Linked DNA regions of Zea mays: all the other regions are linked to region 1. Evidence: chromatin contacts called from public Hi-C data. All regions are on one chromosome and are shown on one strand. Each heading gives the region's core, a stretch centred on a gene start, on an enhancer-like site or on the middle of the called end of the contact. The rest is flanking DNA. Distances are from core to core; before and after follow the strand shown. Region 1 holds the start of LOC100285373. Region 2 holds the start of LOC100274322 (UDP-glycosyltransferase 74B1). Region 3 has its middle 14 kb from the start of LOC103636803. Region 4 holds the start of LOC100276685.

Region 1 (7,130 bases), core at 1,397-3,896:
TATTTTTTTTCAATCAAGTATGTAGATGAAACGTAAACAAATCAATGAAGCCACTATAACTCCAAAACAGAAATCGAAAATAGCCAGAAATGCAAGCTATCTTACTTGGCCCCTGACAACCATATCAGACTTCTTGAGTTTTTTCATTGCATAAATGTTGCCGGAGGTCTTCTCTCGACACAATCGAACCTGTCATATACATTATGAACACAAAATCTCAGAAATAAGTTATTAAAGGCAAACGCAACAGTTGACACATCTCAAAGAGAACATGCCTTGCTGTCCCTAGAGTTTAAGCATTTATGGACACAGATACATGTGGAAAAATATATGACAAAATTCAGTTTGCAGACCTCTCCAAAAGCTCCTCTCCCAATAATAGTGAGCAGCTCAAAGTCATCCACACAAATTTTGTGCCTTTTAAGTCGCATGTATTCAGTTTCCTTCCTCTCAAGATCTTTTATTAAATCGATTTGCTGCTCCTTGGGAACTTGAGAAGAAGCTAGCTGTCTCTCCAATTTAAAGCGCCTACAATGCATTACATTTTTGTAAGCGAATAGATGTGAATGAAAGATGCACCTTCTTCAAATAAAGGTAATAAACTCATGATCTCAGGATAGAAGGCAATCTGAATACAATAAATTGCAATGTCAGGTCAACCAATAACAATATCATGATCAAGCACCATATGCAGTAGGCCATAAATCAATGGCATGCTTAGTATAAAAAAGATCAACATTTGAAAAGTGTGTTTTAGAAAACTTGATGTTTTAGTTCTAGGACAAAAGATTTGACTCATATCAGCTTGCGATTGCAGTCTGCACATGCCTCCATGTGTTTCTTTAATGAGGGGCTTATTCATTCAATAAATAGGGGTACATGGGTAATTTCTTTGAGCACTAATCTTTCCTAAAAATCCTAAAACATCTAGTGTTTTGGGACAGAGGTAGTATATATATGTACTCCTTTCGTCCCAAAATATAGCTCTTTCTAGCCCTCTTTTTCTTCGTCCACATTCGAATGAATGATAATGAATATGGACATACGTATAAACTACATTCATAGGTTAATTAATGAATGAATGTATACTTTGTCTAAAACGAATTATATTTTGGGACGGAGGGAGTAGAAAATAATTCTACTTGATTACATATGCGTCCAATGTTCAGGAAAGTATCTATACAGCTGGCATCTGATGCATTGTTTCCTTGTCAACAAAAAGGGAAACAGATATCAACTATTCCCATAGGTAAAAAGGGAAATGTATGCCAAAGCTGGAAATATTGTGATGTAATTAATGGGTTATTGCTATAAGATAATTTATAGCATGATTAGTAAGTAGAACAAGTGTGTTTTAGAGAGCATGCATCGTCATCCACTGCCTATTAATGGAAAGACCATGAGAAGAATACCCAGCAGTCCAATCTCAGTTCACAAGCAGCAGGAAACATGTTATAGTTACACCAGGACTGAGTCTGATAGTGATTCGAAACCAGCACAAACAACTCCGACTACACGCTACCAAACCAAAAAAATGGGGGGAAACAAAAGGAGCGCGTGCGAGGGTGCGACAAACTCTTGCGCCACTTGAGCAACTCTATGTCAAAGGCAGATGCGGAATCACCGCATTGTTTTTCGCTCAATTGTCCTCAAACAAGCTTCTCGACAACAATGCTATGGGCATCCAAGTCAAACAGCGGGGAGCACTAGAAGCTCAGCGTAACAGTTTTTAGCGCCAAAAAAAGCTACTACATGCAAGCAATTTGAACTAATCTTGCCTGATGCGTTTAGCAGACGCTAAGCATTCGAAAATAGCAAGTGCAACCAGGTCTCCGGTCCTCCCCGAGCTGGAACTATCAACCATCCATACACCATGCAACGCCGGACCTCAGATTGCAGGCAGAGGTGTCAATTCACCAGAACCTATAACTTCGCACTACACCACAGGCTACTCTAGAACTTCTGAAGCCATGGCCACCAGGGTGCTAGTATACTCGTACTAATACACGGTACCCTTCGTCCCACGAGCAGGCAGCGAAAAGCTGGCGCGCCCCGACGGGCAAGCTCCAGCGGCGCGAGCTCGGACGACGCCGACGACTAACCCCAGCCCAGGCCCCTCGATCGAGGTCGCGGCGCGCGAGATCTAGCCCCAGCCGCGCGCGAGCAGCAGCTCCAATTGGCGGCCGGCGCCGCGGGCGAGTGGGGGGGACCGGATCACGGGATCAGCACGGCCGGCACGGTACAGTACCTCTCCTTGCGCTCCTGGATGGTCTTCATCTGCGAACGGTAGTGGTTCTCGATGAACTTCTTCGCGGCGGCGACGCGCTCCATGGTGAGGGTGGACCCCACCGCCGCCTCGGCGGGCGCCTCCCCCTCCGCTTCCCCTTCCCCTTCCTCCGCCACCGCCGCGAGCGGTTCGGCGGCGGCGGCGGGGATCGCCGCGGCGGGCGCGTCCGCCATCTCGCTCTCCATCCCCAGCAGTTCCCCCACACAGGCACACACACACCCCACAGCTGGCCTGGCACTCCCTCTCTCTCTCTCTGTCCCTCTCTTTCTCTTTTTTTCCCCCTCACAGAACAGAAGCGGCTGTATTCGGTCTCTCCCTCTCCTTTTTGCCCCTCGATTTCTGGGCCTCACTCTTACGGGGGCGATGACGATGCTTGTCGCTCGCAGCGCGCGCGGGGGCCGCTTATATACATACACTCATACAGCGCTGGATCGCGTTAACTAATCGGACTTTTTCGTGGCAGGTTAGAGGAAGTTTTAATGAAATGGGGAGAGCTCAAAGCTCGGTCCACGGACAGACGCCCGGAGGCAAGTGGGGGTATAGTACAGCTCCTCCAGCTGGAGTAAATGTTGTTTTCCTTGTGTTTGGTTTTTGTCTTTGCTTGCGCTGGGGTACGTATCTTTACCTGCCTGCTTTGGAGTCTTCGATCAGCAGATGGATGGATGGATGGATGGATGGATGGATGGAATGACAGGCACCGTTCTGCTATGCTTTCAAGAAAGAAAGAAAAAACATAGAATTTAATGCATCCAGATACTTTAGCACGGCACACTGAAATTCAGAACACCGTAGCGTTGGTCTAAAAAGTGTTTTTGAATCCAAACAAACAAGACCTCAGGCACGACAGCATCAGATGGACCATGGACGGACCTGAAGCAGGCAGCACGGGCTGGGTCAAAGTTTTCCGCGGTGTTGGTGGGGCACGTGGACCGCGGCCGGCCTTCCCGCCCCGGTACCCCTCCCTGATCCTGTCTGTCCCTGATGAGCGCCAGCAGCATGCGTGTCCCGTGATCCCGTCCAGTGTCCAGCACTGCACATGGGGGAGCCCATGCGTCGCCTGATCACCCAGTAAAAACCGTGGCGGGTTTTTTTTCCCCTTTTCAGTGAGTGCAGTGAGGAACTGAACGGCGCCCCGGGTATGCAGTTGCCATGATTACCATATGATGGAAACCTCGGTTATTTGCAGCAAGCAAACGGAAAGTAACACGTCAATTGTTACGAACATGCTTCAGTAATTATGTCATCGGACGTGTACGCTGTGGCGCACCCGGGTTGACTTGCAGGTTCCGATGAGCCTCACCTCGACCGCGTTTACGTCGACCGGCTCGGCCTCGTTGACTCCCCTCCGGGCCCGGGCTCCTCCGCCTTGTTCAGTTGTTCCCCCTCCCGAACCGGCCGCCGGACAAGGACCGCGCGCGCCTTGGACGGATCTCATGCATCATGCATCGGGCATTCCGGCTGCTCCGTCCTTGTCCGGAAGGAAACCAGACGACGCGACGCGGCGGATGTGTGGTCCCGCGGAAGAACGAGTTGTCTCGTGCCCTGCGGACCTGCGGTTGGCGCCGAACCGAGATCTGCTGCAGGCGAGGCGAAGCGAGCCGCGGCTCGGGACGGCGGCATGCCAGGTTGCCCGCGCGCCGGACCCGGAGCAGGGGCAGCGCCTCGCGTCGCGCGCCACGCGAGAAAAAAATAATGCGACCGGCCAGCCTGGTGCGGACAGACGGGCGGATCCGTCAGCCGCTCCCCCCGCAGGCCGCAGGGCAGGTGCGTGCGTGCCAGCCCAGCTCAGATGCCAGCCAGCACGAGGAGGCGGGAGTTTTTTTTAGCTACGTCTCCATCAGATCCCCCTCTCTCGATCTCTTTTCCAGATCCGTAAAAAAAAACTCTCCCGATACAGAGAGGATCCAGCAGCAACATTTTTCTGCAACCTCTATTCGCATCTTCTCTCTCGCTGGTACACGGGTCCAGCCAGCTACAGACCATGTGTCTGTGTCTCACACTCCCACTCCGCCGTCCTTGTCTAATTTCTAGGATTCCCATCGATCGATCCATCCGACGTGTTAAAGTAGAGTAGTAGACTGGCTCCTTGTTGGTTTCGAGTACTTTTTTTTCCTATTCGATGGCAGGCGCGACATGAGCGTGGCGCCGTGGCGGCGACCGGCGTGGTGGTCAGGTCAGACGACGGACGAACGCACTGGACGGCCCACATCGGCAGTGTTTTGCTTGCCCTCGCTGCGACCATGCCCATGTCTGCAGCAGAGCACGCGATTATTTGCTCCTGGAAGTGGGATCTGTCGCGCCCAGGTTCACACCGCACGCACGCATCTGCAACTCTGCAAGCGTGACGACGACGACGAGCCGGCGAACCGGGGCGGTAGTGAGTACTGTTAGCTGTTGGCCACTTGACGCGGGCGGTACAAAGGCCAATCAACTTTTTTTCCTTTCTTTCTTCTACTACATGTTTTAAGACTCTATAATAATAATACTTTTCCATTTTTTTCAAACAAAAATAATAATAATTCCAACAGTCCGTAGAGGAAGACGAATGGTTGAATGGATGGACAAACGTGTGAACCTTGGCAGGGAGGCTGGGAAGGCCCAGCGTTTGCATCGTGGGCCCCCGACGTCGAAAGAGGGGGGCCTTCGCTAGCAGAGAACTAAACGGAATCCAAGGTTGCCTACAAGAGTCCGGTCGGTGCCCGCGCGCCACCGCGCGGCCTACCATCGTCATTGGCCACTGTCCTCCCATGCCCTCGCGACTCTCTTCCTTTGCTTTGCTTGGGCCTAAAGCTGCAAATGCTGGGCCGGTATGCCTGTGCATGGGCCTATTGGGATGGCCATCCCTTCCCTTCCGCTGCTATTTTTTCCCCCTCTTCTTCCCCTTCGGCCGTTGCTTTGATTCGATTCGAGGATGAGAAGTGGTGTTGGTGTAGGCCTCGGTTGCGTGCAGCGTGGGTGACGAGGTGAGGTAGGCTGCAAAAGCAAAAGGCAGGAAATTGCCTAGACCTTTTTTTCCCACCAGTTTATTAGGTCCTACTCCATCCATCCATCCATCTTCTCCGGTGAAAAAGACGGCGTCTCCTCGCTGACTCGCTTCCTCGTCACCCCGTAGGAAAAAAACTGCACTCGAGTGCAGTGCAGAGGGAGAGAGACGCACACCGAGACGGTAGTAATGAGCCAACGCCACGCAAATCCCGTCCTCACTGTTCCTTGGTCTACGGGATCCATCGTTGGACTCACCCGAGGACGACGGCGAGTCCCCCTCCTCCGGCCACAACGAGCGCCGGCAAAAAAAAAAACTCGTGCTCCGGCGGCCATAAATGGTGATCCGAGCTGAGCTTGCCCCGGACCGGTCCGGAACACGCACGCCACGGGCTGATGGATCCACGTCCCGATCGGCGGATCTCTCTATCCGCTGTGTGCTCTGCTCGCTCCGGCGCCGCTTCTAGTGGGGAGATGGACCAAGGAGCAGGACAGGGTTGCGTTGCGTTGCGTCGGTCTCAACGCTTTTCGCTTCGGGTCCCGCCGCCGGACGTCTCTTTCGGAGATCATCCTATCTGTCGCATCTACGCGTGTCGTCCTGACCGAAAGGGCAAGCAACACGGTGGCCAAGGGGCCTCACTCACCGACCGCCGAGCGCCGAGAAAACAACGGGACACGGCAGACAGAAAGAGAGACGACGCGCGCAGAGAGAAGCTAGGAGATGGATGTGGATTCCCCCCCGCCCAATCGAGCGTGTGAGGACGATGCGATCGGAAAGTGGCTTTTGTCTGATGGGCGGCGGTGCATCGTCTGTTTCATTCATCAGATCGCACATGTACATTTTACTACAGTGCAGTGCAGGTGACTGTCCTGTGGCAACGGGTACGGTTATGAGTAAATAACCGCGGATAATTATCCATTGGATATGGGTATGGTGCAATTTGATATCGGCGGGTATGATTATGGATATAATAAGATATCCACGGATATTTTTTCGCGGGTATTGATATCCAGTATCCATACCCGTTACCCAATGAATATCTAATATGTGGGTCATCCGGATTTATATATTGTCATAAATTCTTATTTTTTTATTTTTTATCCATAACATGTTTTTTGGTGCTGAAATTATCATTTAATGTTATTGAAATGATAATTATTTTGAAATGTAATAAAATTGTCGTTTGGTGTTTAATGCTAAAATTGTAGTGGGCGGGCGGGTAACGGGTATCCACTGGATAGCGGATACCCGACGGGTACGGGTATGGATACTGATCCATACCCACGAACGTTTATGGGTAGGGTATAGGTTGAGTTTTGTCTCGCGGGTATAGATTCGCGAACTATATATCCATGTACTACCCGTCCGATTGCCATCCCTAGTCCTGTCACAAAAAAATGCTGCCTTTGCTGTTACTAGTCCTGCTTAAATTAGGCCGACCCGACCATAACTGCGGTCTGCGCGGCTTGCTGGTAAATGCGAGCGGATTAGTTGGACGAGCGACCGTGAAGGCCCCAGCCGGCGGCCGTACCTGTACTACGTCCTCGGTCCTCTCCCTCTCCTAGCCACAAGACAAGGCAGAAGCATGACGCGCGGGTAAACCTCCTCTGAAATCTGGGTGCCGTTTTGAGCTTCGTCTCCTTTGTCGATCGCCTAGCTTCCGGCTCCTGGAAAGGCAGCCGAAACATGGACTTTCTGTCCCGTTGTGTCAGGCTGCGTGCGTGCGTGTGGCCATCCAAACCGAATTCAACGCTTATAGTAGATTACCATATGATATCACATTTGCTAACCATAGATTACTTAGACTTAATAAATTCTTCTCGGTGTTTAGTATCTGTTTGTATAATTAGTTTTATAATT
Region 2 (7,138 bases), core at 2,335-4,834, 290 kb before region 1:
ATTTCTAATTTGAAACTGCCATCTTTGTCCATAATGATGCAGCAGAACTATTATTTTTTTCCTAAAAAACATCCTCTCATTGGTATGCTGTCACACCCGAATCTAAGGACAAATCCTGATACATCTCATATGTATGTCAGGATCAAATTACACAAAATGACGATAACGACGACGACGATCCCGATAACAAGCCATAGGTAGGTTGACCGGAGCGACAACAATCTCGAGTGTTTAACAGGGAGAAAGACGAACTTGGGAAACATGGCCCACATGTTAACGGCTTGAACTCATGCGATCGCACGGAGGTGCAAACCCGAGGGGAACATGGATTTCCATTCTATGTGCTTAAAGTGCGATTGCAGGATGGGCTGAGCAACTGGCATGGTTGTAGGACGGCAGACGACCATACGAGTGAGGAGAGGGAGAGGGAAAGTGGCGAGGCCGGCTGGGCCACATTAGAAGAGTGGCCCACTAAGCAAGTGAGGCTTTTTTTTCTTGTTTTCTAAGTTTTCATTTTTAAACCAAATTTCTAATTCAATCAATTCAAAATCATCTCAAACAATAGAAATAGTGCTTCAACATGCGGTGCACAGACAAGTCATTTTATATTTTCTTTTATTTTTTGTCTCATTTATTTGAAGAGAAGCAAATTAGATGCACAAAAATACCCAAATTCAAATGATCCTTTTGGAGAATTTTTATTTAGATTTTAAACTTATGAAATTTTTGGGTCGGGTGCTTTTTTAGGGTGGCGGACTTATGTCTAATGGCCACAACAACATCCTCATCTAACTGTGTTTTAGCCGATGTTCCAGAAATCATTGGTCCTCCACCACTTATTTCTTTATTGACTACGACATCCGTGGTGTATATTTTGTTGATGTTGCAGAATGTAGTACTCTCTAATTTTTAGAACTTATTGTAGTAAGTGACTCAGGTGTTACAAATGCAAGGGTTTTCACAATATGTCTCCGTGTTGGATCTGTCGGCCTTTGGGACTGAATATTCTGACATGACTGCTGATCTTGTGCCTCAAGACCGGATTGTGGAATTTTCAATCTGGTCGAGCTAGCCTATCAAGTACTGAAATTTGTGGTGCCCCCAAGCTGAGTGATGTGGTATTCTATATAGAAATTGTGGGCGTGGAGTGGGGCTAAGCACGCGCAGGGGGGGGGCGAGGGGGAATTGTGGCGGCGCAATGGTACCGAGCCCTCTTTTGGCTGCTGAATCGTGATTGTCGTTCATAACAGCTTGGAGACAGAACATAGAACGCATGCACAAAGATAATTTGATCTCCTTACATACAAAATGCAGGGAAAAGAAATAATAAAAGAAAGATTATACAGTAAATGGTAGTATCATCAATTAGAAGATGTTTGTAATCTCTTTTTTACTAAGTAAATATTTCGGATGGCAATATTGTGAAGCACTACGTTGAGTCCCAAATGTGCAATTCTGTATGCTTACAACGTTTCAAAGGGTGCATAACAGTATTATATATATATATATATATGTGTGTGTGTAATTTTTATTGGAGTACTAACTTATGACAACGTTTCAAAGGCGGGAGCGCAGCGGTAAAGCTGCTAACTTATGACGCAGATTCTGGGTCGTGAAAATAGGCTCTTGTAGATACACAAAAAATCTGTTTGACAACTAACTTGATGAATACTTGGCGACGAATTCAGCAATATTCTTGTCCGAGCTCCCTCCGTACTGTGCAGCTTCCTTGGCCTTTTTCATCCACACATTGGCATTCATCCTGTACTCATCTTTTCTATCCCCATCCATGACATCCTTGATGCACCTCGCCACCTCGTCTCTCGTCACCAAGCCTTTCTCATCCTTGCGCACCTTGACACCCAAGCCCCACACGCTCTCCATGTATTTCGATATGGTCGGCTGGTCAGCCCAGTGTGGTACTGCCACCATTGGCACGCCATTAACAATCGCTTCTAGTGTCGAGTTCCATCCACAGTGCGTGAAGAAACAGCCTGCATGTTTGAAATACGCAACTAAATTTCACATTCCTTGCCAGTTTGTCTCATTTTTCCTCATATATATATATATATATATATATAAGCTATATTTGGATACTCTAGTATTTAGTACAATGTATATAAGTTAAGGTAGATTAAGGTGTAAATTAGTTTAATTTACACCCGAAACCCCCTCAACCAATATGTGCTGAGATGAATACTATAGCATCCAAACAAGCCCGTAAGAGTAAGAGAATAACCATTTCCCATATATTACCTGTAGCTTTATGTGCAAGAACTTCGAGCTGTGGGCACCAAGAGACAACAAGGCCGCGCTCCTTGCACTTGTCGCGAAGCTCATCCGACAGCTTGTGTTCTTCATTCGACCTCACAACCCAAATGAATGGTTTGCCAGAACTGTACAGCCCGTTGCCAAGCTCTTCTAGCTGATTTTCGTCGTAATCTGAAACAGTTCCATAGGATACGAGAACTACAGAACGCGGACGCTGCTTGTCAAGCCAAGGCAGACATGAGTCGCTGCTGCTGAAGAGGTTGAATCCGTAGGCCTTGTTCAACGGAAAGCGGTCATCATCAAGGTAAAATGATGGCAACGTTGGGCCTATTGTCTTCGCGCGCCATGTTAGGGACATATAATCTGCCTCCTGCTCAGTTAATTAGCAACGCAAAAATGTGTCAAAAAAAGAAAATCAATCTTGTGATGGCGAAGTGGAATCAAAGGAAACAACAGAGCAATCATGGACTTGCTTGCTTCAGCAGCGAAAATTCACTTGAGCAAAACAGCAAACAGGTGCCGTGCCGGCCGTGGTGACGCGCGGTACGGTAACCTCTCTCACCGTGGGTTCGATGTCGCGGAATGAGTTGACGAGCACGTCGTCGGCGTCCTCCAGCCCCTCGAACTGCCGCACCGTCGCCCGAAGGAACACGGGGCACCAGTCTGGCCTGGCCGCGAACGGCGGCACGTCGTCGGGCCCGAGGTCGACACCCAGCAGCCCGCGCGCGAACAGCTCCTTCCCGTCCACCACGGGCAGCGGCAGCCGCCCCGCCCACACCTCCCCGTAGATGACGTCAACGGAGCACGGCTGCGACAGGAACGCCACCGCCGGCACCCCGGCCGCCTGCGCCACCCAGCGCGCCCACGGCAGGTGCGGGTCGTAAACCACCACGCGCACGGGCCGGCCCTCGGCGGCCTCCGTCCGGATCAGCTCCGCCAGCGTCTCCGAACCCACGGCCTCGAGCTGGCGATAGTACTCAGCGATGTCGGGGCACGCGGCCGCGCCGCCGCCGTCGAAGCCGTCGGAAATGGCTGCCACCCTGAAGGGCTCCCCTGGGGGCGGCGTGGTGGAGAGTACGTACCGGGAGGTGACGAGCGTGGGGCGGAAGCCGTGGTAGGCGAGGCGGCGGCCAAACTGGAGCAGCGGGTTCGTGTGGCCCTGCGCGCCAGGGTACGGCAGGAGCAGCACGTGTGCGCCGCCGCCGCCCCCGGGGCCGCTGGCAGCAGAGGAGGAGGAAGACGAGGTGGCGCTCGTGCTTGTGCTCCCCATGGTTTGTTGTCTTCAGCTTTGAGTTCGCACTTCGTAGTGATCAGAGCCTGGGCCCTGGAGTAAATAAATAAGGCGTTCCTTTGCTGTGGGTGGAGGCACAGCGGCGTGGCGCGCAAGTTTTCTCGTTCGTTGGAACTTGGAAAGTCGAAGTCGGAGTTGACCATTGACTGGTGTCGTAGCACGTTTTTTTTGGTTGTTGATGGAGTTGTCTGTCCAGCCTTTTCTTTCTTTCTTTCCTGGCTCCAAGCCAACAAAAATACGCTTTTCTTTTCGGAATTGCTAGCGTGGTTCCTGTCATCTTCGACTTTTAGTTGTCTTGTACCTCCGGAATTGCTAGCGTGGTTCCTGTCATCTTCCGCTTTTTCTTTCGGATTTGCCACAAAGACCACCTGACATAGCGACGCAAAATTTTTCTAAAACTTAAATTGTTTGAACTGCAATCTCTATGCTACTAATCTCGTTACCAAATAAATGGAATCTGTCTATGCCTTGTGCAGTCATGATTTGATTGTGGTCACTCCTCAAATATGTTATCTTTTTTATATCTGTGATGTTGTGCCATTATAGATTGCATCTGTCTATGCTAATTTTTTTTAGATAACGAAAACATAGTTCGAACTTGGTCTCAAACGAGGTTATGACCAATTATTACAACCGAAGGCAGCATATTGTCTTGACCCATCACACGATCTCATCAAAAACACCCAATACTAAATCAAAGCTACTACAAAGTTAAACGCAACAAAGATCTCCATCCGAAAATTGTGGAAATGTAGTAGCACCATCTCCACATTACGACATGAAGACTTTTATTAACTTTTGGTCCTCCCTTTTAGGCTAAAGCTAGGTCTAGAAGCAGGCACCAATAAGTTGTCCTAAAGATTACCTGCAAACAAGATTTAGGAGACCATTTATTGAAAACCACATCATTCCTGCTTCACCAAGTAGCCCAACGAAGTGCAAATGCAACAATTAATAGTTAGTGGCATGATCTTACCAGCAGCCCCCTCGCCCAGACCCCAAACAATTCATTAGCATCCCGAGGAGGTCTCGACCCCGTATTTATCTGTAACAAACGCCATATGAAAGACGCATATGAGCACCTGAAAAACAGATGTTTTATTGTCTCCAGTCTGCTACAAAAGCAATAGGTCTTATTATCATTCCAATTCCTGATAGCCAAGTTATCCTTTGTAAAAGTTACACCTCTTTTGATGTACCACATAAAACTTTTATTTTCAAAGGTATCTTAAGTTTCCAAAGTTCCTTGTTATCCACTTCCACCCCACTGCTGAGAGTTCCTAAACAGTAAACAACCCATTAGTAGTCAAGTTCCATCTAAACGGGTCCCTATTAATATCCAAATTAGTATGTGCCACCAGTGTCACTAGTTGAAACAACTGGACTCTCAACTGGTGTACCAAACCCCTACGAAAGGATATGTTTAAGGACACTGTTACGTTCTTCCTCCTTGCTAAGTTATATAGAAGCGAAAATCAATATTTTAATGCTTCCAACCCAAACCAATCATCCTCCTGGAAACGCACTTGGGACCTATCATGTGCTTGAAAGGTACCTTTACTGATGAATAAATCCTTAATTTTCATAAGGCCACTCCAAAAGTGTGAACATGTGGCCCTTTGTTGTGCCTGGGATAAGGTTTGATTGACCAGATATTTTCTTCTCAGAAAGGATTGCCACATTCTTTCTTCATTGAGAAGTTTATTCAACCATTTTCTTAAGAGACATTAATTTTGTACCTCTAAATTCAAAATGCCTAACCCATCTAACTCATTAGGTTGGCAAATTACATCCCATCTAGTAGGTATAAACACCGGTTGTCCATCATAGTCTGCACTTGGGATGGACATGGACACCAATATGTAGTAGATGTTTGAAATAAATATATTTCTAGCCGCTGACATGGCTTGCACATGCAAGCAGATCTGCTTTTCATGGGATGTCGCCATGTCGGAGGAAAAATAGGGGTTGGATTGGAAGGCATGCAAAGTGGGGACCACATGAGATTTTTTTTATCATTCAATCAACCAGGGGCTTTCACATGTAGCCACGGTTCCCACTCTCACTGTTTCAGATCCACTTGTATAGCCAACCCCTCTGACTTAGTCTGTTTTCTCTCTTCCATTGTGTTGCCACCACGTCATGAAGCAGGCGATCGTGGTGTGTGCCAGCACATTCTGGGCACCATCACACCACGCACCCGTGCGGCGCAAGGGCACCGCGGCGGCGGAGCTGCTCCAGGTGCTGCTCGCCTGCCGCTTTTCTATGTCCCCAGCTGTGGCCTACGTGCCTGCCTCAGATTAGCGTGAATTTGATCGGATACGGGCTCGACCACGGTCGATGCACCGCGAGAAAGCGGTCCCGAGTTGGTGCGCCACGCCCCAGACCAGCCGCCCTCGCTTGGCCAGGCGTGGCCCCTCGCGGATGGACGCTCTTCCAATGCGGCGTACGACCTCCGGTGTGCGGCGTGACATGCGGGCCCTGCCACGGCATGGCTACGCCCCCCCCCCCCCCCCCCCCCCCGGCGTGACTGCTGGCGCGGGCATGGGTGCCAGCGCGCAGCATGGCCCCGATGCTATTTTATTTTTCTCTCTGAATAGCAGTACAAGATTTCATCCTCAACGTGATACATACCGCTTAATTACATAGAGGAGAATTGAAGCCTATCGCGTAGGACAGTTCGACTTGACGAAGAGTTGATGCAGATCTAATCCCGCAGCAATGTCGAGGTAAAGCGTGCTGATAACGTGTTGAGGACTATATTGCCACAGATTACCAGATCCGCTCTCTTCCCTCCTGTCAGCAGTAGAGGCGCGAGAAGTCCTAGAATCCTGTTCCCTTCCCCAGCAATCCGTACACTCAGAGAACAAATGAGACACAATATATAGGGTTTGGTCTCTTGCCTCTTTTTTTTCTATTCTCTTATGAGAGGGTACAAATTTCTTTATATAGAGACGTGAGACCCTCAGTGGTAAAATTGGTATTTGACCATATAACCTTAATTAGGGTTACTTAACATGGATGACCCTTCAATCTATCAGTGGTAAAACTGATTTATGGTACAAGATAGAAATTGTTAAAAGGACGCGCTTTTATCAGTTTTTTTGGGGGGTTGGGGGGAGGAAACGCGTATAGACATATAGTACAAATAAACTGTGTGAATGGATATATATACAGCTACGAATGTTCCGTTTGCTGACCACCACTGCGCGCGCAACATATTGGTCACGTGTGAAATAGCCAAATAGAGGTTGTTTCCAACACAATTTATCTTCTCTAATCTGCAAAGATGCACGGAGGGAGCCTTTTCTCGGTAGTACTAAGTAATTCGTCAACAACACGGTGCACTTGTCTAATTGGATGCCCTTGTCGTTTTGTTCGTGCATTGATCTTTACTAAGCATATGTTTAGTTGTCTACACGGGGAAGACATGGGCTGCACGAACGAATGCAAAATTCAATTGAACGCCAATTGTCGTTCGTACCGTCAAAACGTCCCTATCGGATCAACCGGTCGAGCGAGTGTGGCTGCACGGCCAGAGGGAACCAATCGACGAATAGAAACGTACGACAGCAC
Region 3 (6,828 bases), core at 1,140-3,639, 400 kb after region 1:
TTCTAGTTGTTATTAATTTCTTTATAGACTTTATTAAATCTATATTGTTTGATTTAGAACAAGCTCGCAAGTTACTGTGTTTTGAGATGGAGGTAGCTGGAGGCAGCACTCACTTTATTTTTCTTTTGAACATTTGACGTGTATAACTTTAAATTAAATAGATTATTCTAAACGCCTTATATTTAGAAACGGGCTGGGAATGGCGTTTTTTTTTTTTTGAAAACCACCAAAATTTTATCTTTGACGGGGTACTTTAATAACTTGCTATATTTTTCTGGATTGAGCATGGGGACACACCTGACCTCTCTAGCTAGTTCTGAAGGAACTAGTAGAATTTAGTTCTGTTCTTACGACAATGTAAATAAAATCTGTACAGCTGCTTCTCGACGAACTATCTGAATCTGATCGTTACCATCTGCCGCTAACACAAGGATTCATCTTCATCAGTTCCAGGATGGGCCGCCTCCGCTTGGGCGGCCACCGGCGCGCGGTGAGGTCGGCGAAGGCGGCGAGGACGTGGCGGTGGACGCGGCGGTCGTTGTGGTCCAGGTAGCAGGACAGGAGCTCCTCCATGAACTCGCGGTACTCCGGCTCGGGCATCCCCTCGGCGCCGCACGCCGCCGCCATGCCGGCCATGGACTCCAGGAACTGCGCCCTGGGGTCGCTCGCGTACGTCTCCACCAGCACCGCCCCCCGCAGGGCCTCGCTATCGCTCTCGCCCGCGGCCGCCGTGTCGTCGACGAGCGAGGCCGTGGGCGCCGGCGAGACGAAGAAGCGGTCGGAGGCGAGCACCGCGCCAGGGGGCAGCTCGCTGGCCGTCCGCGGCGAGGCCAGCGCGCCGGCGACGGCGACGCGGCCGCTGTCGTGCGGCGGCGCGAGGCTGCTTCCGGCGGCGTGATCACCGTCGTCGTCGTCGCGCGCGCCGAGGGAGAAGGACGGCGAGGACGATATCGCGGCGTGGTACGGGTGGGACGAGAGCAGCTGCGCGCAGCGCTGCCACCGCGTCGCCATGGCCGAACCGGACCGGACCGGACCGGACCCCGAGCCTCTTCCCCCGCTCAATGAGCTAGCTGACTAGTGACTAGCTGAGTGAACGAGACCGAGCTCTCGCAAGTCGCAACGGACGCGAATGGCTGGCTTGCATAGTTGCATTTGCTCCTTCTTATATAGCGACAAATTAAAGCGTCGCCTCGAATAGACCAAAGAACAACAGACCAAATCTTCATTTTTTACATTAACTTTTCACCCTTCCTTCCGCTAATCTAAAATTGCGCGCCTGATTACATTTTTTAGACGAAGTTTAAGCCGACTTGGCAACTTTGTATGGCGCTTCGATATTTGTTTGGGAAAAGAAAAATGAAACTGACTACGAACTGTACGTTCTGTATACGGCAAGCTCGCTCCGCTGGTTCTGCCGACTGCTGTCATCATTCCGTAATCGCAACAGGGACACTGGTAGTCGTATCCTTGGCTGCCATGTTCTCCGAAGCGAACGGGGAACGGGGAAATTAACGAGTGCTGGCTTCCCGACTAAAGTTTATTTTGTGCCACATTAAATATTTAAATGCCAGTCATAAATATTAAATATAGTCTAATAATTAACATGAGTTGCGTAAGGATAACTCGGCATAACCGAGCCGACCGTTCCAAGTTCCAACTCCATAATAACACCCTTCTTTTTTGTTCCAATTTTACATTTCAACCGTATAAACCTTTTTTCTGTTCCAATTCTACGTGTCGATTGTGAAAACGTAAATATTCTCGGAACGAAAACGCGATTGTTCTCAGAACCACTCTGAAACCGAAATCATGGGTAATCCGGCCAGACTTTGAGCGCGGCTAGCTAGTGTCCAAAACGCATGGACGGTGTTTGGATCCTGTCGCTGTCTGTCAGTACCTTGGCTCTCCCTCCGTTTTCTTCCCGATGAGGACACGGGCTAATAAAATGGTCCACCAGCGTTTAGGCAGCCGTGGCCCGGTGTCCGCCGGGCCTAACTTTGTCGATGCCGAGCTGATCAGCTCGCCGTTAATTCCGTTGAGATTTCTAACACAGTTGACCAGCCGTATATATACCCGCCCGCCCGCTAGCTAGCTAGAAGCGCGACAGCCGACAGCACCGGCTTGCGTTTGTCCGATGTTGGGATCGGAAATTTGAACGGCCCTGGAATCCCAAGAAATTCCTATATATTTGCAGTCCTCGTCCTCGTCCTCGTTGCGCCTGGAGTTATCAGTCTCCTGCAGCATGCAGTTCGAGCTGGGAGACAAATCGCGCGTAGAAATTCTGAAAGGCGAACTGCGAAACGAATGAATGATATACGATGACTCTCTCTACTACCGCCGTCTCTCCTCGTTAAGTTTTTCTTCTCTGTTGTTCTTGAAGGAAAGCACTCCACGCGCTCTCGGCCATCGAAATGTGGCCCAACGCACGCCTGGGCTTTTGTTGGGTTTAGGCCCAACATGTGCCCTACGCTTCTTTTTTTTTTGCCGTGGGGGCGTCACAAATTGAAAATAAAATTATTTATACATTAGCAAAGACACTGGTTGATGAGGTGTCCGTGAGTATTAAGTAGAATAGCTGTTTAAAGATATTATAAACCTTTACAACGATTTTACCCCATATTTGAACTGGTTGTTATGCCCGATCTCAAGACATCTACCATATAAGATGCTTAAATATATTTCATATACTGAGTGATAAACTATAATTTCAATTTCTCGCTTTATCTCATGCCATGAGGTGGCTCATGCAACATCAAACCCTAGAGGTTGTCGTCTCTTTCTCCCTCCTCTCTATCTTGCCATCACCAGAGTAAGCAGTCAAAAGTTCCGAACGGCTTGTCAGGATGGTGGTGGCGGGGTCCTCCTCACATCCTCGCGATATTAGGCCTTGCAGGCATGAGGTACGACGGTGCTCACACCGACGCTACTCTCCCCCTCAATCAAACAACTATAATCTTAAATCGAACCTAACTAATCCAAAATTTTACCAAGTCAAAAATCCATGTACCTTAATTGATGGCCTGACAACTATGATGTGTTGACACCTAGTAGCCCTGCGCCCCTGCCTACACGGCCCATCGTCTTGTTTTGCGTCGCTGACTGTCTATGCCACATCATTGGTGTACGAGTATAGATGTCAAAATGAGGCGAGCCAGCTAGGTGGCTCTTGGCTCGACGCGGTTTAGCCTAGCCAGACCCATTGTCCAACGGGCATGTGCAATCCAACCTGGTCATCGTGTCGTGCCTGGCCCTTAGGTGTGGCGCGATGGGCTAGACCCGATTTTATTTTTTCATAAAAAATCTATATTATGCTTGAGTATATAGTATAAAATATAAAAAAACATGTGTGTTATATTGGCTACACTACCGGAATCAGCTCCTTTACCGTGTGTCTCAGACACACGGCAAAGGCAAATTTACACTCGGCAAATGCTTTGCCGAGTGTAACACTCGGCAAAGAACGCTCGGTGAACTGTACATCGGCAACAGCCTCTTTGCCGAGTACTATTTGCCGGGCACTCGGCAAAGACTTTGCCGAGTGCCAAACGGCACTCGGCAAAGAAAAGTCACCGTCACGACGCCAAGTAACGGTGACGGATAAAAAGCACTCGGCAAAGCCACCGGCACTCGGCAAAGGCGCGAATTCCGGTAGTGCTATATAAGTATGCATGTATGTTTGGAGCTGACAATCATAGTTCAAACCTCTATAATTTTAGGTACTTTTATCATTTGAACATATGTGCTGTTATAGATCGATCGGAGCATGGGTCGGCCCATAGAAAAAGGACGAGAGGAGCAGAAAGAGATGCATGGGAAGGAAGGATGAGAGTAGAGATTATTACTCTTCCGTGTTTAGATGTATTGGAGGCACAGGTGCCAGCTGCCGAGCTCTATATTAGAGAAGGACGGTCGGATGTGAGCGTGCATGCGGTGCGGCAACCGCACGGACGGCTGACACAGTGTCGTCTTTTGCGAAACATATACAGTTCCTCTGTAAACTTTGGACACGCATGTACTACAGTTGTGCTCCGTCCGGGCTCGGTAGGCAGGTACGTAATAGGTGTTCAGTCCTCAGAAAAGGGGGAGAGACGAAAGTGTTGTAGACATGAATGGATGCAGGCATGCAGCCATGAATGTATGCATTTGCATCCCAACTCCCAAGTCCGAGCGCCCGTCACAGGCCAAAAGGACGCATGCCAATCTATCAAGTAAGCGAACGCATGCAGACTTGCAGAGCAGGGCGCCATGGCGGCGGCGTGCACTGCATGCATCAATGAATTGCATGCAAGCCCAGTTGCTTTGCAGCTGCAGCTCGCTCTCGCAGCCTGAGTCCACCTCATCAAAAGTCAAAAGGCTGCGCCACCCATGACCCAACCAAGAACCAACCGGCTTTAGCAAATCATTTAAGTCAACCATCCCACGCTCGCCGTTCACCCGCCAGTCCGCCACCAATTAAAACACCCCCGAAGCTGGTGGCTGGCGTCCATGTCCATGTCCGTGGCAGCATGCACGTCGTCGATCTCGCGTTTAAATACCCGGCCGGCTTTCCCCTCACATAGCATGCAGACGCAGGACGGAGTTCCATTTCCATAGCTGAGTTTGTAATAAGCCATGGCTAGACCTAGACTGCCTTCCATGGGCCACCAACAGGCGATGTCGTTGCTGCTGTTGTCTGTTCTGTGGGCGGCGACCACTGCTGCCGCACGGCGAGAGCCTGTGGCGTGGAGGCCTGGCATGGTTAGAGCCGAAGACTGCGACAAGAAACATGGTAAGGGTGGTAGCGGTGCCGGTGTAGGAGGTGGTGCGGCGGGAGGTGGAATCGGCGCCGGTGGAGGTGGTGCCATCGGTAGTGGTGCGGGAGGTGGCAGAGGGGGTGGGATGGACGGCGGCGGTGGCTCTGGCTCTGGGCGAGGAGGTGGTGGTGGTCTAGGCGGCGGCATTGGCGGTGGTGCAGGGTTTAGAGGTGGAGCGGGTGCAGGATCTGGTGGTGGAGCTGGCATTGGTGGCGGCGGGGGGCTCGGAGGTGGAGGTGGGGGTTGGAGCTGGTGGCGGCGGCGGTTTTGGAGGTGGTGGTGGAGTAGGAGCTGGTGGTGCCGGTGGGGGTGGTTTTGGAGCGGGAGGCGGAGCGGGAGGGGGAATTGGTGGAGGTGATGGACTTGGAGGAGGTGTCGGCGAAGGAGGAGGTGGAGGAGGATTAGACGGTGGCGGTGGATTTGGAGGTGGAGGTGGTGGCGGCGGCGGGTTCGGTGCCGGTGGAGGCGCAGGAGGCGTCCTAGGTGGTGGCGCTGGAGCTGGCGGAGGCATCGGGGGTGGAGCTGGGGGTGGCTTCGGAGGCGGAGGCGGCTTTGGAGGCGGCGCCGGAGCCGGTGGCGGGCTTGGCGCCGGAGCTGGCGGAGGCATCGGGGGTGGAGCTGGGGGTGGCTTTGGAGGCGGCGCCGGAGTTGGCGGAGGCATCGGGGGTGGAGCTGGGGGTGGCTTCGGAGGCGGAGGCGGCTTTGGAGGCGGCGTCGGAGCCGGTGGCGGGCTTGGTGCCGGAGCTAGCGGAGGCATCGGGGGTGGAGCTGGGAGTGGCTTCGGAGGCGGCTTTGGTGGTGGCGCCGGAGCTGGCGGAGGCATCGAGGGTGGAGCTGGAGGTGGCTTCGGAGGCGGAGGCGGCTTTGGTGGTGGCATTGGTGGTGGAGCCGGACTTGGAGGAGGGACAGGAGGAGGACTAGGCGGCGGCGGTGCAAGAGACAGGTTCAATGCAGGAAGCGGCACGGGCATTGGCGCAGGCGGTGGAGGCGGCATCGGCGCCGGAGCTGGTGGAGGCATTGGAGGTGGGATTGGGATTGGCGGTGGAGCGGGTAGTGGTGTCGGCGGACACCATCACGACATGAGCAGCGTCGCGAATCGCAGACATCTCGACTGACGAGTAGTTTTCGGTTTTCTTCTGCATTCGGTTTCTCAGAACCTGATTTAATTATATGGCGCTAATAAATAAGGAGACCGCCTAGACACTCACTGAGATTAGCTTCTCGATCATATTCTATTGATTTCCTCTTCCTTTCTTTCCACGTCTACCATCGTATGTATATCTTTTTTTATCAAAATTACAATTGATTTCATTGTCCGATACAAGTTAAAACGATACGTACAAACTTGCTCCCGAGTCAATGTTGTTCTTCTGGAACCATCCTCGGCGGCTGCTATGATGGATGGTGATTTTTTAAAATAAAATCTACAAGAAAAATATTAAGTTTGCAAAGCCGCACCATAACCGTTGTAAAATTTCTTCGCCAGGGCGGGTCGGCGGGAGCTGGCAGTTCCAACGGTCACATTTCCGTCGCAGGTCCTCTGGATTTCTAAACGGCCGAGTGCGGGCGGCCGGCCCGTCCGGGGCCCAGAGAGGGGACATGCGGCCTGTGAAAGGAAAAGCCGTTGGACAGAGCACTCCAGCGCAGCCACACAGGCCGTTGGACTCCTGTCTCCTGCGTCCAGTCATTGAGCCCAACTTCCTTATATTTATTGTCATGTCATGAATTCATGATAGGAATACAATAGAATAGATGGATATATAGACCTAGAGCACAGTACGATATGCTTGGATTGAAATGATTATTAAGATAAACGCCTATGCGGAGCACGGCTGATCCAACGGGGTTAAAGGCAACGCGGTACGCTACCGACTTCAATCAATTATAATATCTGATCGATCGTGATCGACGTGAAAGCTAGCTACTAGAGCTGCATGCATCGACTGGCCATGCATGAGTACATACCGCACCGTATAATCTAATAATATCTATATACCTAGTAATCTAATAATATCTATAGGATGCGGTAGAAATT
Region 4 (7,134 bases), core at 189-2,688, 510 kb after region 1:
GTGAAATAATATGATATAGAATCTACTATGTAAATCGTATTTTTTTAGCATTAAGCTTGTGAAGATTCATAAAAGATAAACATTGCATTTCTTATGGGTTTTCTCGAATGATAGATTTAAAATTCGAATTTGATTCAGATACGGATACAAATGATTTTTCCACTTTTTTTTATTACATGCCACAAAATAATGTATACAATGATGTATGCAAAATTTTAATCTTATTTGTAATAATCCGATTGATAACGTAAAAAAAGATTACCATTAAATTTCATACAAATCTATTTAAAATATTAAATTTCATCTCATAAAAAAATATTTTTTGTCATTTACAACGCACTCTAAAAGATTACATTCTTTATACATTTTCCTTCTCTAGCAGTACACTCTAAATTCCGTCCTATATGTGGACAGTGATACTAGATTTCGTATTCTACAGTTATTTTCGTACCGGACATAAAGAAACAGATTGTTTGTAGGCCTCGAAAATAAAATATGCTACATATTGCATCCTTGATTATGTAGCCTAAATTACGCTTTTTTATTTTTTTACACAACCTATTAACCAGACTTTGTATTCTACAATTTTTTTTCTATCGGACATACGGAAAATGATGGTTCGTATGCCCCTACACTAAAATACGGTACATACTACAAAACATTCAAACATACCCTATGGAGAATCGGGTGAAATAGATCGGCACGAGAATCGGGTGAAATAGATCGGCACGAATAGCGCAGAGCGTACATACAGCCAGTCACAAATGCATAGCGAACTGTCGTACGTCCTCTACACGGGTGAATTTGGCCCCTACAATTTAGAGGAGCATTTACAGTGCCTTTTACTGGACCAATAAAAGGACCTGACAAACCTCTAAATATAGATAAATATAGAGTGGAGAGAGATTTTCTATCATATAGCCCGCTCTCTCTCTCTCTGCACTGCGACTGCGTCTCTGATTTCTATGCATGCAAAGGGACAGAGGCGAGGGGTATCAATTCGTACAAGTAGAGCAGGTCAGTGTAGAGATGGCCAAAAGGGCCACCCGGTCCGGCCCGGGCCGGGCCCGGTTAAGCCCGATCAAAAATCGGGCCGGGCCTGCTGAGCCAGCGGGCTTAATTTTATGTCCAAGCTTGGCCCGCAGCGGGCCTAAACGGGCCGGGCCGGCCCGTTTAGCACGAAAAAACGGGCCGAAAAGCGGGCTAAACGGACCGGTAAGCACGTTTTAGTGTAAAAATAACGGGCTTAGAGGTAAACGGGCCGTGCCGGGCTAGCCCGCCGTGCCTAGTTTCCTGTCCAAGTCCGCCCGCTTATTCTACCGTGCCAGGCTCGGACCGGGCCCAAAAAACGGGCTTCGTGCCGGGCTCACGTGCCTCGTGCTTTTTGGCCATCTATAGGCCAGTGTGATTTCACTGCAACTGTGTTCCCTCGCTCTCCTCCCTCCTCCCTCTTCACCTCAGCACGGGCTCTCTTCCCTCCGCTTCCTCCCGTCTCCTCTCCTCTCTCGCACAATGCCATTGCGCGGTGCGTGAGAGGGAGTCAGACACACAGACGAGGAGGAAGAGGGGGTAGCCAGCCAGCCAAAGGCGAAAGCGAGAAGAAGAAGAAAAAAGGTACGGGGTGGGTGAGGTGGTGTGCCGGGCCGCCGGGGGTGCTCGTCGGGCTCGTCGCGTTGTTCTGCCCTGTTCGCTTCGTTCTCCCCTTTTGTTGCCTTTTTTTTCTTTTGCCGACGTGCTGCACGAACCCGCTGTTCGTTCGACGCATGCGCCGTCCTCCTTTCCTCTTGCTCCACACGCGACGCCTTGCTAGAACGGGCGGGCGTCGAGAAGCGAGGACGTCGTGTGGGTTCGCGGGATGGCGATGGATCTGACCTTTTTTCCTTGACCCCCCGACCCCCCGGCTTCAGGACATTGCGCCCGTGCAAGGCGTGCGGGCAGGCCGGCGATGCTGCGGAGGACTGTGCCCGACCGGGCCGCGGACTCGTCCGGCTCCGCCGGGGGCGGGGACGCCCGGCCCCGCGCCGACGGCTCCGGAGCCGCGCTCTTCGCCGTGCCGCGCCTCTTCGTCGGATTCGCCGCCAAGCGCGCGCCGGACGCGGAGTCGTCGAGGAGCCCGACGTCGCCGCTAGACCCCAAGGCGCTGCTGCTCCGGTCGCCGAGGAGGGCCTGGGGCGCGCCGGGACTAGTCGACGCCCTCGCCGCCGACACCGCTGCCGCCAACTGCCTGCTCAGCCCGCGCCTGCGGCTCGTCAGGCAGCACAGCTCCCCGCCCAAGGAATGCGGCGGCGGCGGAGGAGGACACTCGCAGCCGGAGCTCGGCAAGACGATGTCCTGCCCCGCGCCGGACACCGCGGCCGCCGCCGCCGCCACCGCCATGTCGGTGCCGTGCAGCAGGTTCCAGTTCCGCCGCGGGGATCTGAAGTCTGGTCCTGAGGAGGCCACTAGGTCGGACACCGGCGCGTACCTCGTCAGCAACGGCAACGCCAAGCGCAACTCGTTCGACTTCGGTAAGCTCCCGGGCCCGGGCTCGCTGCCAGTGCCAGCGTCCCGGCGCTTCGTGGGCTCGGTCTCCGCGAGCGAGATCGAGCAGTCGGAGGACTACACCCGCGTCATCGCGCGTGGCCCCAACCCCAAGACGACGCACATCTTCGGCGACTGCATCCTGGAGCCCCACACGGCCGGGGCCAGCGACGACGAGGCCGCCGCCGTGGAATCGGAGGATGGAGCCGCCGCCGGGCGCTACTTCGTGGTCAAGTGCGCCGCGGAGGCCGATGGTTTCCTCAGCTCCTGCTTCGCCTGCAACAAGAAGCTCGACGGCAACGACATTTACATCTACCGGTATGCCATTATCTAATCTAATCTGACCTGACCTGACGGGGGGAAGGGTTTCAGAGAAGAGATACTGGCTTTATCAGAATGAGACGTTGATCCGAGTGAAGTAGAACTGCGCACCAAACTGATTCATGCAGTGTTCAGCTGACAGCAATGCTAGTTTTTTTTCGGAGAATGAAAAAAAATGTTAAAATCGAGCTAGACAACATGCTGCATCATTACCAAATACCATCAATTTTTTTATTAGAGGCGGTTCCAAGCTGAGTAAGGCCTTGTTCGATTACGTCGGATTGCACCCGAAATTGTTCCAGTTAATCAAAGTTTATATAAATTAGAGAAACAATAATCGTTCCGACCCACCAATCCAGCACAAACGAAAACTGAACCGTCCGTTAGCAGAGCACAGGCCCTTCCATTCCATCCAGCTGAACTGAACACTCGCCATCGTATAATTCGTCCACATTCTCACCAATCTTGGTTGCGTGGTGTTGCAGCGGCGAGAAGGCATTCTGCAGCGCCGACTGCCGGGACCAGGAGATGCAGCTGGAGGAAGAGGAAGCCGAGAACAGCACGAGCGGCGCGTCCCCGCTGTCCTCCTGCTCCTCCTCCTCCTCCTTCCACGACGACGACATCTTCATGGCCGGCATGGTGGTCGCGACGTGATCTCCACCCGGCCGGCCGGCCGGCGCACCGCGGGCGTTCCCCCCTCTCTCCCCACTTCTCCTTGCACGGCAACGCCAACGGGGCAGGCGATCGTAGCCGATCGTTCACTCACCCAACCCACCGGTGCACGTCGCCGCCGTCAGTCTGTTCCTTCGGTGCAGCAAACTGTACGTGACGGAGGAGCCGAGAAGAAACGGCGCTGTGCTCTGCTGCTCTGCTCATGGTGGGTGGGGCATTGTCGCTACTCGCTAGTCCTGGTAATCCGCAGAGATCTGCGGGGTTTTTTTTATCAGAAAGAGAGGGAGAGAGAGAGGATGCCTCGTCGGCCTCGCCTGTGTGCCTGAGCCTGCCACTGTAGTTTTGATCCAAAGGCTGCCGGCTGGCCGGCCAGTGGTGCGCCCCCCATCATTCCTTTCCTAGCTCGCTTTTCTTCTCGCTTTCTTCCTACTCGTAGCAGCAGTGACTGTCTCTATCCGTGTGTGCGCATCGCATTGCCATGCCACACCCCCCTAGCGGCTAGCGTCTCCGAGATAATGACATCGAGCTGCTTTGAGTCATTTCCGTTGCTCTTTTGATCTTTTTTTCCCTCTGTGCAGCCAGCCGACCTGGAGTGAACTGAAAGGGACATACAGAGAGAGCACATGCAATGATCCCATGCATGGTGGTTTTGAGGGCACTTGATTTCCACTCGAGACCAACTGAATGACTCCGCACAGTAAATAAAAACATAAAGAGTTGCAGCCCTTGTCGTCACTGAATCCATCCTATAAGCTCTGAGTACAGAGACTCACTCCTCCACAAATCTTTAACTAGATTTATATTTAAAAAATTACGAATATTCGTAATCCAAAACAAGCTAAAATAAGTACCGCTTATTCTTTATATATAAAATAAGCTAAAATAAGGCCGGATCTCTCGCTGAAGCAAAGAGGCCAGGTGCGTGGCGCGTGTTGCTGAAATCCATGGTAGATCCCGATCTCAGGTGGATGGATGGATCTCATTCAGTCATTCTCATCTTCCAAGCCCAGGACCCTCGATCGCGCCCGTGTTTCTTCTACAAATGGCCTCTGCATATTGAGTGCTGACGAGAGCCAGCCACAGCCAGGCCCTGCATTCGGCAAGCCGCAAGCAGCAGGCGGCAGGCGCGGCCTCGCATTGAATTCAGAGCCCCCCATGCTCTGATAGGTGTCATAGCTTTCTTTTATGGATGCTGCGGCCTGCGACGGAGCAGCGTCCCTGCGTCTGCGTCTTTTGTTTGGACGCCAGGGCCACCAGGTATATCCTTGGCGATGCGGACACGGCCGTTTCCTGCCCAAGGCGATTTCGGAACTGGACCTTTTTAGCCGCCCGGACATGAATGAAACGGAACGAATTTGGCGCCGCGGTGTTTCGAGTCGGATCCTGGATGAGCAAACGTAACTAACCCGACTCACTTCGTTTAATAAATAGAAAAAAAATCGGATATCTACGCTCCTCGAATTATTTTAACATCTCTCGACAATCACGGTAATCCGATTTGTCCCTTTCACGTACAAAATCGGATGCTTATTCTCCTCAAACTGTTAGAATCGTCCCATTTACAGTTCTCAAAACGATTTAGGATGTGTCTTGTTCAGCTTTCTGAACCAGGTCTTCTGTCAAAAAAAAAAAAAAATCTAGATTCTCAACCAAACTGGTACAACAATATACTGGATTCTTAAAAATCTATGCATTCTTCAAGTTCAATTCAGAATTGCCTCGTAGCCTGGATTTTCTAGATTTCTGTCGACTATATTATCAAGCTAATCATACTCTTTACAGAATATACAATTGAAAATTGTTTAAACCAAACGTATGTTAGCTTTCTCGCAAATATCGTCGGCTCGCGCTAGCTTTCTCACAGCTTGCAGCTAGAATCAGATTTCAGGAATCTATAGCTGAACCAAATAGACCCTTAGCTTGTGTCATGCTACGTTAGCTGCGACTAGGTAAATTAGACTTTGTTCAAGATGGCTAATTAAACTATAAAAAATGTAGATTTGTTTGAAAACTATCCAAATATATTTTTTTGTACTAAGCATATACATTTAAAATACTAGAATCTGATTGACGGCACTTTGCATGAGATATAAAAAAATAAAAAAGAACATCTGCCAAGTCGGTATGTAAAACTTTTATAAGGCGTTTTTTTCTCCTTCCTACCAAAAACAGAGATTAAGAACAGGGACTACTGTTTTTTTTAATCTCAGGGCTAGAGAACTATTTCATATGCTCTGCTGTCTTCAGCAGCTTATCCATCTTATTTGATATACCTCCATTTAATTTAAATTTCACTGTACAAACGATACAGCCCTACCCTTACAGGTTACCGGAGTATTCGTCACATTCATAGAGCCGGGTACATGCCATGAAACCAAACAAAACCATTTGGAAAGGCTAGAACAAACAATGGGCCTATTAAAAGACCAAATACGAGGCCCAATTGAGGCAACAAAAGGAGTTAGGCTTTAACTATTAAAGCCCTTAATCTTCTCCCTCTAAAAAACGAACGCCCCTAAAAAACGGCCGCCACACTTGAAACTTCCGTAGGTCATACTGTACTGCTCTAATGGGCAGGGCTTCGTCTGCCACGTGGCCGACTCCCACAGCCACACTCCGGATCAGACTGCTCGTCGGCTCTACCGCACTCACCGACCTCACGAAATCCCGCAAACATCCTTGGCCTCGCCCTCGATCATACAGGGTGCATTCATTATTTTCCTGCCCGGTCTTTCATTATGTCCTTTTTGAAACACACTAATTTATCATACAAGAAATTTACAAGAATAAATTCGTTTTCAAAGTAAAAATACAGAAGGCGAAAAATAATACCACGTTTCAAAGGAAGCCTTAACGTACACGACCAGTGGTTCCCCACTGGCTAACAACCCCAAAATATCCACTTCAACGTGTGAATAATAAAAGCTACGAGTGAAAAGGGTAATTTTTTCACTCTGAACAAAATGTCAGCGACCTATCACCTGCATTCTCACTCGTCGCCTGCGCTATCCCTCCATCTCTGTCGGGATGGCTGACTTCTACTAGGTGCCTTCAGCCACTTCTACTGCCTACCCAAAAACTTTCAAACGCTTTGGATTATCTTTGGTGGATCGTCTAAAATAAGGGATACGATAATGTGTAAATGACACTATTTAATACTATTTGCGGAGTAAAGTTTGAAAATAAAAATAAGATAGGAGATGTAATAGGGGAATTAGGGCTCCTCTAGTGGGATGGTCTACCCTCTCCTTACGTGGGCATTGAACCGCTTTAAACTTTGGTCGCATGCCCGTCAACTAACAACATTTCTACTTTTAGACTAGTTTCGACAATGATCTGTATCGTGTGTTACACACGAAATATATAGATGTGTAAATCTGTTCTCTCTCACACTTCTCGCCTAGCAACCAGATAAGATAAATCTTATCTCACGTAACAATCAGATAAGATAAGCCTTATCTCTTCTCCTAATAAATAAGATAAGTTCTTACCTAAGTATCTAATCAGGTACGCTTATATTTTATCTCTTATACTTGCATTACAATTGTATTAATGCAATTGATACCCGAAGAAGTTGAAGTGTTGATTAAGACACATTATGAACTAGCATTTTATCAAATA

What was found. A called contact is a pair of places that touch in the nucleus more often than the background predicts.
Region 2: a contact with region 1 is called in a Hi-C map of endosperm, with 4 times the contacts expected there. The contact joins the promoter of LOC100274322 here to the promoter of LOC100285373 in region 1. A contact is called at or near these places in 3 of 25 Hi-C or Micro-C datasets (bundle sheath, ear and endosperm).
Region 3: a Hi-C map of bundle sheath shows a contact between it and region 1, with 2.4 times the contacts expected there. The contact joins the enhancer-like site here to the promoter of LOC100285373 in region 1. A contact is called at or near these places in 3 of 25 Hi-C or Micro-C datasets (bundle sheath, ear and tassel).
Region 4: a Hi-C map of tassel shows a contact between it and region 1, with 4 times the contacts expected there. The contact joins the promoter of LOC100276685 here to the promoter of LOC100285373 in region 1. A contact is called at or near these places in 2 of 25 Hi-C or Micro-C datasets (ear and tassel).

The regions. Positions count from the first base shown.
Region 1 is chr8:20,282,356-20,289,485 of Zm-B73-REFERENCE-NAM-5.0, reverse strand. LOC100285373 reads right to left here and starts at 2,646. Exons shown (of 13, transcript NM_001372211.1): 1 at 2,249-2,646; 2 at 354-528; 3 at 106-189. The coding sequence starts at 2,472.
Region 2 is chr8:20,575,649-20,582,786 of Zm-B73-REFERENCE-NAM-5.0, reverse strand. LOC100274322 (UDP-glycosyltransferase 74B1) reads right to left here and starts at 3,584. Exons shown (of 3, transcript NM_001360567.1): 1 at 2,834-3,584; 2 at 2,257-2,641; 3 at 1,448-1,994. The coding sequence starts at 3,541. The coding sequence ends at 1,657.
Region 3 is chr8:19,877,597-19,884,424 of Zm-B73-REFERENCE-NAM-5.0, reverse strand. No RefSeq gene overlaps it. Among protein-coding and RNA genes, the nearest start is that of LOC103636803, 14 kb to the left of the region's middle. Within about 2 kb of position 2,389, at least 13 of the 20 cell types and tissues checked have an H3K27ac peak or open chromatin away from gene starts, as enhancers often do. A contact at or near this core is called in bundle sheath and ear, where this site is marked.
Region 4 is chr8:19,772,204-19,779,337 of Zm-B73-REFERENCE-NAM-5.0, reverse strand. LOC100276685 reads left to right here and starts at 1,438. Exons shown (of 3, transcript NM_001150412.2): 1 at 1,438-1,614; 2 at 1,908-2,838; 3 at 3,327-3,777. The coding sequence starts at 1,946. The coding sequence ends at 3,495.